Regions from separate parts of the Drosophila melanogaster genome. Here region 1 is linked to region 2. A link is a contact called in public targeted proximity ligation data. All regions are on one chromosome and are shown on one strand. The core of a region is the stretch at or near the end of the contact, and the rest is flanking DNA. Distances in the headings are between cores, read along the strand shown. Region 1 overlaps zfh1 (Zn finger homeodomain 1). Region 2 holds the start of lncRNA:CR46113 (long non-coding RNA:CR46113).

Evidence for each region.
Region 1: a contact with region 2 is called in a targeted proximity ligation map of the Kc167 cell line, with 2.1 times the contacts expected there. A contact is called at or near these places in 9 of 107 Hi-C or Micro-C datasets (the Kc167 cell line, the S2 cell line, embryo and 1 more) and 2 of 7 datasets of targeted methods (both in the Kc167 cell line).

The regions. Positions count from the first base shown.
Region 1 is chr3R:30,786,757-30,790,568 of dm6, forward strand. zfh1 (Zn finger homeodomain 1) reads left to right here. Exons shown (of 5, transcript NM_170522.4): 5 at 1-2,446. wts (warts) reads right to left here. Exons shown (of 8, transcript NM_170524.2): 8 at 2,869-3,812. Among named protein-coding and RNA genes, the nearest start is that of mir-1013, 3.0 kb to the right of the region's middle.
Region 2 is chr3R:30,271,738-30,275,729 of dm6, forward strand. lncRNA:CR46113 (long non-coding RNA:CR46113) reads right to left here and starts at 1,818. Exons shown (of 1, transcript NR_133485.1): 1 at 1,025-1,818.

The DNA.
Region 1 (3,812 bases), core at 690-3,189, 520 kb after region 2:
AGGAACACACTGAAAGAAACACCCATCCCCGAAATGCACTTTAGATCGACTCAGAGTCAGAAAGGCAAGAGAGAAATATTTTTTATAGCCATATAGACAGGGGAAATGTAAGAAGCCGTAGTTGAAAACCTTTCGTTTGAGCGAATTTATTATTTTTACAATGTTGCAACCACTTTGTTCTTAGTATTTTATTAGTTTAGCTTAACTTAGCTTACCGCCTAAGTTCGAGCGCAGGGCTGAATCATTTTGTTTGGCCCCCTAAACTCGCTTAAGATATCGTTTTATCTATTTTTTTACGCATTAATGTTTTAGCTTTTAGTTTGAGGAGCTGAAGAGACCAGTACCAAGTGCTGCGGAATACTCAAAACTCGATCGTTAGTAAAAAAAAGCCCACTCCTTGATGGAATGAATGTATATTTTCAACGATTGTGTATTCTTTTAAGCTGTAACTTTTAGTTTTCGGTTAAGCCAGGCTGGGTTGACATTGCACAACCGCTCGAAAGGAATTTTCCACCCACAACCTCCGGACCAACACAGAAGAAGAAAGCAGAGAAAGTGAATGAAATGAAGAAAATATACAAGCAGACAATACAACAATACAACAATACAAGCTACAAACCCAGATGCAAAAGTATTAAGCAGCGACACTGTATTAAAGCCACCCCATTGTAAAGTCCACGCCCACGCCGCCCCATTCGCCCCCATTTCGTATATAGTTTATGTTAAATGGAAAACCCACCGCTTGCCGCGCGTTTCAAGCTCACTTACTTAAGGAAAACCCCAGTCGTTCGCGAACTACGCTTTAAATTTAAACTTCTTCCCCACTAAGTCGCGAAATGAGCACAAAACACCTACAAGATCATTCCAATTTGGCCAGAGCCGCCGCGCCCCACACAAAAGGTGCACGTCATGCATTTAGGGCCTCCGGCTGCCGCTTGCCACTCGACAACCCAATAAATCTAAATATAAATCTAAATCTAATGCTAAACTAAACTAATGCTAACTAATATTTAAAAGAAAAACTTAATTTGGCCTTATTACAGATTATTTAACGATTAAAACGTTTCACAATATTCATATAAAACTAGCAAGTAAAGCGAAAGGAAATCATTTGGAAAAGTCTCGCGAAATCTATTAGCAAAATTCCATGTGCGTACTAAATGTAAAAATCAAAAATCGAAAATCAAAAATCAAAAATCGAAAAAGAAAATGAAAACGAAACCAACCAAAGCCCCTATTAACTATCGTAATGTTTGCCATGACAATAAATTTATGACTAATAATTGATAATGCTTTCGATTGCCGTGCTAGCCGAGAGAAAGAAGATGTGAAGGTCAGGTCAAAGTTCAATTAAAATCGTTTCTTACTCAGCCGCAGACTATAATTAGTTGAAGACAAACAAGGTTTCCAGAACAACGAACATTTCTTTTTTTTTTTGATATCTAACTTGTCCAAGGAATTTTCGCCCATGATTTTCTTGCTTTTCCAGACACGCAAACAAAAAAACGAGAGGAAGAAAAACTCACAAAAAAATGCATTTAATACTTAATTAGTTTTTATATTCTTGTATTTTAACGAGGAGGAGGCCGATCGGCGGCGATATATATATATATATATGTGTACATATACATATATTTTTTGTAAATTATTTCGCAAGAACAAAAGCTAGAGAATCCAAAAGCAAAAGCAAATGCAAATGCAAACAAACGCAAACTGTTAAACTCGAGTTGGAATAATTCAGATTTCAGATACAGCCAGCACACACGTTAGCATAAATTTAACAATAATTACTATTACACGCGTAAATACTTAGCCTAGTTGAATAAAAAAAAAAAAACCCTTAACAACAACAAAATGTTAACTTAAACACTAAAAGAAGAACTTATTTTTAAGCGCAAATACTATGTGGTTTGTGATGGATATTTGCACTCTAGGGCCTTATATGAAATACACACTATACTACACAACACAACATCCACGTACATAAACAATTGTTAGTTATTTAAATACGCTACACACTTAACTGCAGGAGGATCGTTTTATGTGCTCCCAGCCCCACGTAACCAAGTCCCCAACTTTTCCAATTCCCCCGCTCTCTGTTAAAGTTGTTCGCCCACTGTATGTGTAAATATGCGGAGCAGGAAAGTCCACTACACTTGTATTATTTGTTTTACTTTATGTCCAACAATAGCGATCCCTAAGTTAAGCACCTCGTTGAAACGGCATCAAATGTTCATTTTATTGCTCGTCAGAGAACACCAAAAAACAAAAAACAAAAAAAAAAACACCGCCAAACATCCGAAAAAAAAGTAACCGAGAATATTGAGAGAAGAAGCGATTCAAGTAACTTATATTTCAAATATTACGCATAAATGTATTTTAATCAAATTAAGCCACGTGGATAAAAGCGCATTCATATAAATGAATAAAACAATTTTGTCTTGATAAATTTACAAACAATTATTATAATTATTAAATTTACAATGTGAAAATAATAAAAAAAAATTATTAAAATTTAAGCGCAGCTCTTTGTTATTTGCGGGGTTAATTCGGGAGAAGGCTAAACAAATACTAAATATTTTACAATTAAATTCTGAACAAGAAAAGAAAAGTTAAACACAACTTTAAAAAGAGCGCCCTTTAACACCAGTGTGACCATGTCTGTAAGAGATTAATCGATAGAAACATTTATATCGAATATATGCAGTGAACACACTCTCCACTAGGTGGCGCCACGTGCCTCCGTTAATGTTTCTGTAATGTTAACATAAATTGATATTTTCAATTACACTTGGAAAAATAATCACCACCAAAATAGAGATTTAGAGTTTTTACCACATTCCCAGAACACAATTCAGACGCCTGCATACGTTTTCTTTTCCATTTATTAATTTGCTTTTGTAAACTAATTGGCCAAGGCACACAGAGTTTGTTTGTATTTCCTTCAATTAGCTCGATCTCACATTTAAAATAGGCTCCATCCACGAATATTCAGATGGACTATATATAAGTCATAATAAAAACACACGCACATACAAACTGAAGCTAATTAAAGAGAAAAACAAATCGTTTCCCGTTAAGCATTTTCCAACGAACCTACGACAAACAAAAAAACCAATGTACTGTACTCTCGCTTAGTGTTAGGAATTAAACTAGATTACGGTTAGCGGTCTATAAACTAAAAAACATCTTAGGGCGCTACACAACTCTAGCATAGATTACAATTAACGTGTTCTTTACAATATTACATTAAGAAGATTACAATTTTCTCGTACTGTTTCTGTTTTTTTTTTCTTTCTTTTCCGTTTGCTATCAGAGAATAAGTGTTGAATTTCCCCCGCGTTTTCCTCGTGGGGCTAAACAATTTCATTTGGCATTCAACAAGTTGGTCTAACATTGCTAGCTTTTCACATAGGCTACGTCTAAGTTTGTTCTTTTGGATGGGATGAGGAGGGAGGGAGGGGGGGCACACTCAGTTGAAGAGCAGTGATAGACGAATTGGATAGCAGGACACTAATTACACATACATGGGTCCTGTTCTCCCAGTTTAGATTTAGATTAGGCTTATAAGACCCGCTTATATCGCTGCCGTGCGACTTTTGGTCTCCGTTCGTTCTCCATCGCACACCTCGCAATCTCAATTCTGAATGGGAAGTAAATGGGATGGCCGGATGCAACCAGCCTGCTGAGTTCGAATCCGGCCACCGATCGGAGGTGGAGAAAGGAGAGGAGTGAAGTGGTTGGGTAAATTCGCGTCTCGTTTAGTTTAAGGCGTTTTGTTTTGCTTTGCTTTGAGCACCAGAAAGGTTCGA
Region 2 (3,992 bases), core at 568-3,067:
TGACTCATTTGTTCCTGCCAATTCAAAAGGGAGTGCAAAACAAAATGGTCAGAAGGGAAAATCAATTGAATGGAGCATAAAGGAATAGCAGTTAAAAATATAGTGATATGGGGGGAAGTTGTATAGTCGTGTTTTATAATTCATTTGTTATCGAATTGTATAGATAGTTGGCATTTATGGCAATGCTCATGTTATAATAAAGATATAAAAGTTAGAAAACGCATCCTCACAATTTGTTTTAATTCCACTCTTCTTGTGAAATCTTATTCACTTAATTAAATATGAATACGACCTCATTAAAGGTCTTTGTACTAAAATCAAGATAGAAGTTTAAATGCATTTTTTCAAATAACGAATGCCAAATAGTGTTTTTTTTTTGGTAAACAGAGTTGTTGACAACTGGGACTTTATGTAGACAAACCAGCCCCCAAAGTTTTCGCATAAAAATATGTACAAACCTTTGCGCAATATCCCCCATTCGATATTTCTTTTCCCTGCGAAATAAGAGAAAACAAGAGAAATGTCATTCAATTTCGATACATAGAATGCTGTCACAAAAGCCCCAAGTCCCAAACACGTTTTGGGAATTACATAAGCGAATCTTCGAAGCAGAAAGGGATCCCGGGGGAGGGGGAAGAAGATGACGGTAAGAGTGAAGAGGTGGACTTTTGCGGGACAGGATTATGGGTCGAAAACAGGAAAGCAGGCAAAACAAAAACCGGAAGAACAGGAAAAAGTGGGCGAAATGTCAAAAAGTGGGCAGCACAGATGAGAATAGCGAAAATTCAAAGGGGGGAGGGGCGAATATGAGGCCTGTTCTACTCTTCTGCCCACTCAAGTCTAACTCCGCCGCTTCTTCTGTTTCAAACATCGGAATACACTAAAAATATGCCATAACAATCGTACTTTTCATCATTAAATTCAAACCATCAAAAGGGAATAGGATACAAATTAAAGAATTTTAGTGATGAGTGGAATTTAATCTTCAATAAATCGAAGTCTTCTTCTATAAATACCACCAAATCTCAATAATAATCCTGTTGCTTTCAGTGTAGGAGTTGCAGAAGAAGAAGAGCGAGGGAAGCAATTCGAGAATCTGCTTTCAAGGTCTGTTCTGCAGTGGCAGAATCGCGAGAGAGAGAGGATTGCAGAAGAGAGTGCATAGAAGTTGAATAGCTCGTGGGGAGAGGGACGTGGCGCGGGGTGGGGCACACAAGCACCTTGCACTTGAAAACCGAAGTGCGGGCAGCGCTGCTGCCGTCGACGCCGTCGATGCATTTGTTGTTGTTCTAATGCGCGCGCAACTCTCGCTTCTCTCTCTCTCTTACGCTCCTTCTCATCCACGCTCCTTCGCGGTTGCGGTTGTTGCAACTCCAACTCGAACTGCGGCAGCGACGGCGACTGCGACTACGGCAGCGACTGCGTTTCATTTTCGGCATGTTGCAAATTTCGTTTTCATGCAGCAAATTTCAATTTCATGTTATAAAATCGCTCGATTTGCACTGGTATTAGTGGATCAGCGCGTGTGTGTGTGTGTGTGTGTATTTTTAGCTCTCTGTCAATTTGCCACTTCCTTTTCTTTTTTTTCGCTGCCGGGGTCTGCTTCTTCGCCTCTTCTTCCGCTCTCTTCGCAAATTGATGTTGAAGGTCAGCGTGTTAGCGAAAATTGCATTATATTTGCATGTGTTTCTGTGTTTGGCTTATCAAACTTGGTCACATCGCAATTTCAGGGAGTTTTCGGTCAGTCTGGCAAACAAAAAGTTTGCCAAACTCAAATAAGAAAAACGAGTGGCATGAGATCATCGGTATACAAACGCTCAAACGTGCACAGACATGTGCAAGCCATACAAAATATAATTTTCTAAGGATAAAAACCAAAAGTAAAGCCAAAAAATTACTTTATTTTCAAAGAAACATTGTTAAATTTCAACTTTTTCTTTAAACCGCACTAAGAACTTTGTTTATAATGTGTTTTTAATTTAAAGAGCTGTTTTACAAATAATCGTTAATCTAGATATTTTTAAACTTATTTTTTCCTTAAATTCCTTTCATAATCATGAGAAATGGCGAATTCAAATAGTTTAGGCACTGCGGACGCCATTTGTTAAATTTTTTCATTTTCCTTTTTAGCACTTACTTTTCCGACTTCATTTTCCAGTTTACCTGTTCGTTTTTACCTGGTGAAAACATTTGTTTGGTCTAGAGTGGGCGGAGTCTCTCATTCTACTGACGAATTCAGAGCTGAAATTTATGGAATCTTCTTTGCGGAGCACCCTGTATGTTTATTACCCATACATGTCTGTAGTTGTGTGTACCAGCATAAAAAATAACCCCGAAAATGCTGAACCGAAAAGTGCGTGCGCCTCTTCATCCGCCTCTACTCCTTCCTCTTTTCTGGCTCTTCTCTTTTTACCACCCCCTACCGTTATCCTTGTGGTTGCTGCCACAAAGGACAAATGAAATTTCAGCTCGAATATGCCGTCTCGCTCACTTTCACTTGGCGTCACGGAGAAAGATTCACAAAAGGAGGATTCAGGATAAAGTACAAAGTGGGAGGGAACGTAGAAACCCCCTACTCCCCGAAAATGAACTCGAAAACAAATGGAACTGCCCTTAGGAATGGCACCAAACAAATAAAACATATTTGGTATATATCATTTGACTAAAAGCATTTTTGATATTTATTATATTTGATATGTATATGCCATATATACTCCTTGAAGTGCTTTCATACATTCATGATCATTCCTATAAAGCTAAATTTGATAGTTTAGGACTAACCTTCACTCATTATGTTAAAAATTGATTTAATGAGTATAGAAACGGAACTAATACCTTAAATTAGGCTTCTAAGTATGTATTTGTTACTTTCTTTACCCATAAACTTTATTTCATAGATATCAAGAAAACTCTTGAAATATTTTCCAACTACATACTTTGTATGTAGTTTCCTTGGTTGACATAATGGTTTCAATCCGATTGGAGTGTAGCACATCCGTTCGTTAAGTGGGAATATGTATGTCTATAGGGCGAATGCTGACTTCATTTCGCTTATGTAAGCAGAGCTGCGTGAATCAGACCCACATTGAAGCCCCCAGCCGCCCAAAAGAGGCGCAAAAAGGGACGCAGCCGGAGTTCTGGACCCTTCTGCTGCTTGCCTAACGAATCCACCATCATCTGCATCCGTCGACAAGTGGCAACAAAATGGAGTTTGGGTTATTTTTGGCAACGAAACGAAATTACGACACCCTCCGTCGAGTGAAAAACACGACTCTCTCCGCCGTTTTGTCTCTTTTTATGGCTATATATTTGGCATGTATTATGTTTACCGCTATGTACGAAGTTTGAACGGTTTGAGGTTGAGTCGGGTTGCCATGCCAGTTGAATTTCAAACCCTATTTTGGGTTTCAAAGTTGCTTCCGATTGGATAAACGCGGTAGTATGAGTAATTACAAATAATGCTGCTCTGCCAGAGGAGCGGAGTGATGAAGGAGGGTTTGGATGGATGGAGGAGTACGGGTGGGTGTCGAACACATCTGCCCAAAACACCCTCGGGACTTTTGAAGCGAAGGAACGGCGAAAAACACAAGGAAAGGCCTGCACAAATGGATGGCTATGGCTAAAACGTGGGAGGGAGGAGGTAGGGAATTCGCGTTGGGTTTGCCTATCCATCCGAACGAGTATCTTGCAGATACTCTTACGCCACCGCGAAGTTCCTCCTTCGAAGAAACCGCTTTCACACCCTGGTTAGAAGCCAAACAGGAAGCGAAGAAACACGCAGAAAGTTGCAAAGAACACACACACAGGCATCACTTTAATATTTGAAGTTATGGGACATAAATAAGCAGAAGTTTACCCATTAAAATGGCTTAGAGATCGGAACTTAGAGGCAGTAGCCTAATATAGAAATAATTATGAAATTTCATTTCATTTCATACATAGGTTCATACCTAATTCCTAATTTAAAAACATAACTTAACGACCTGGCAACT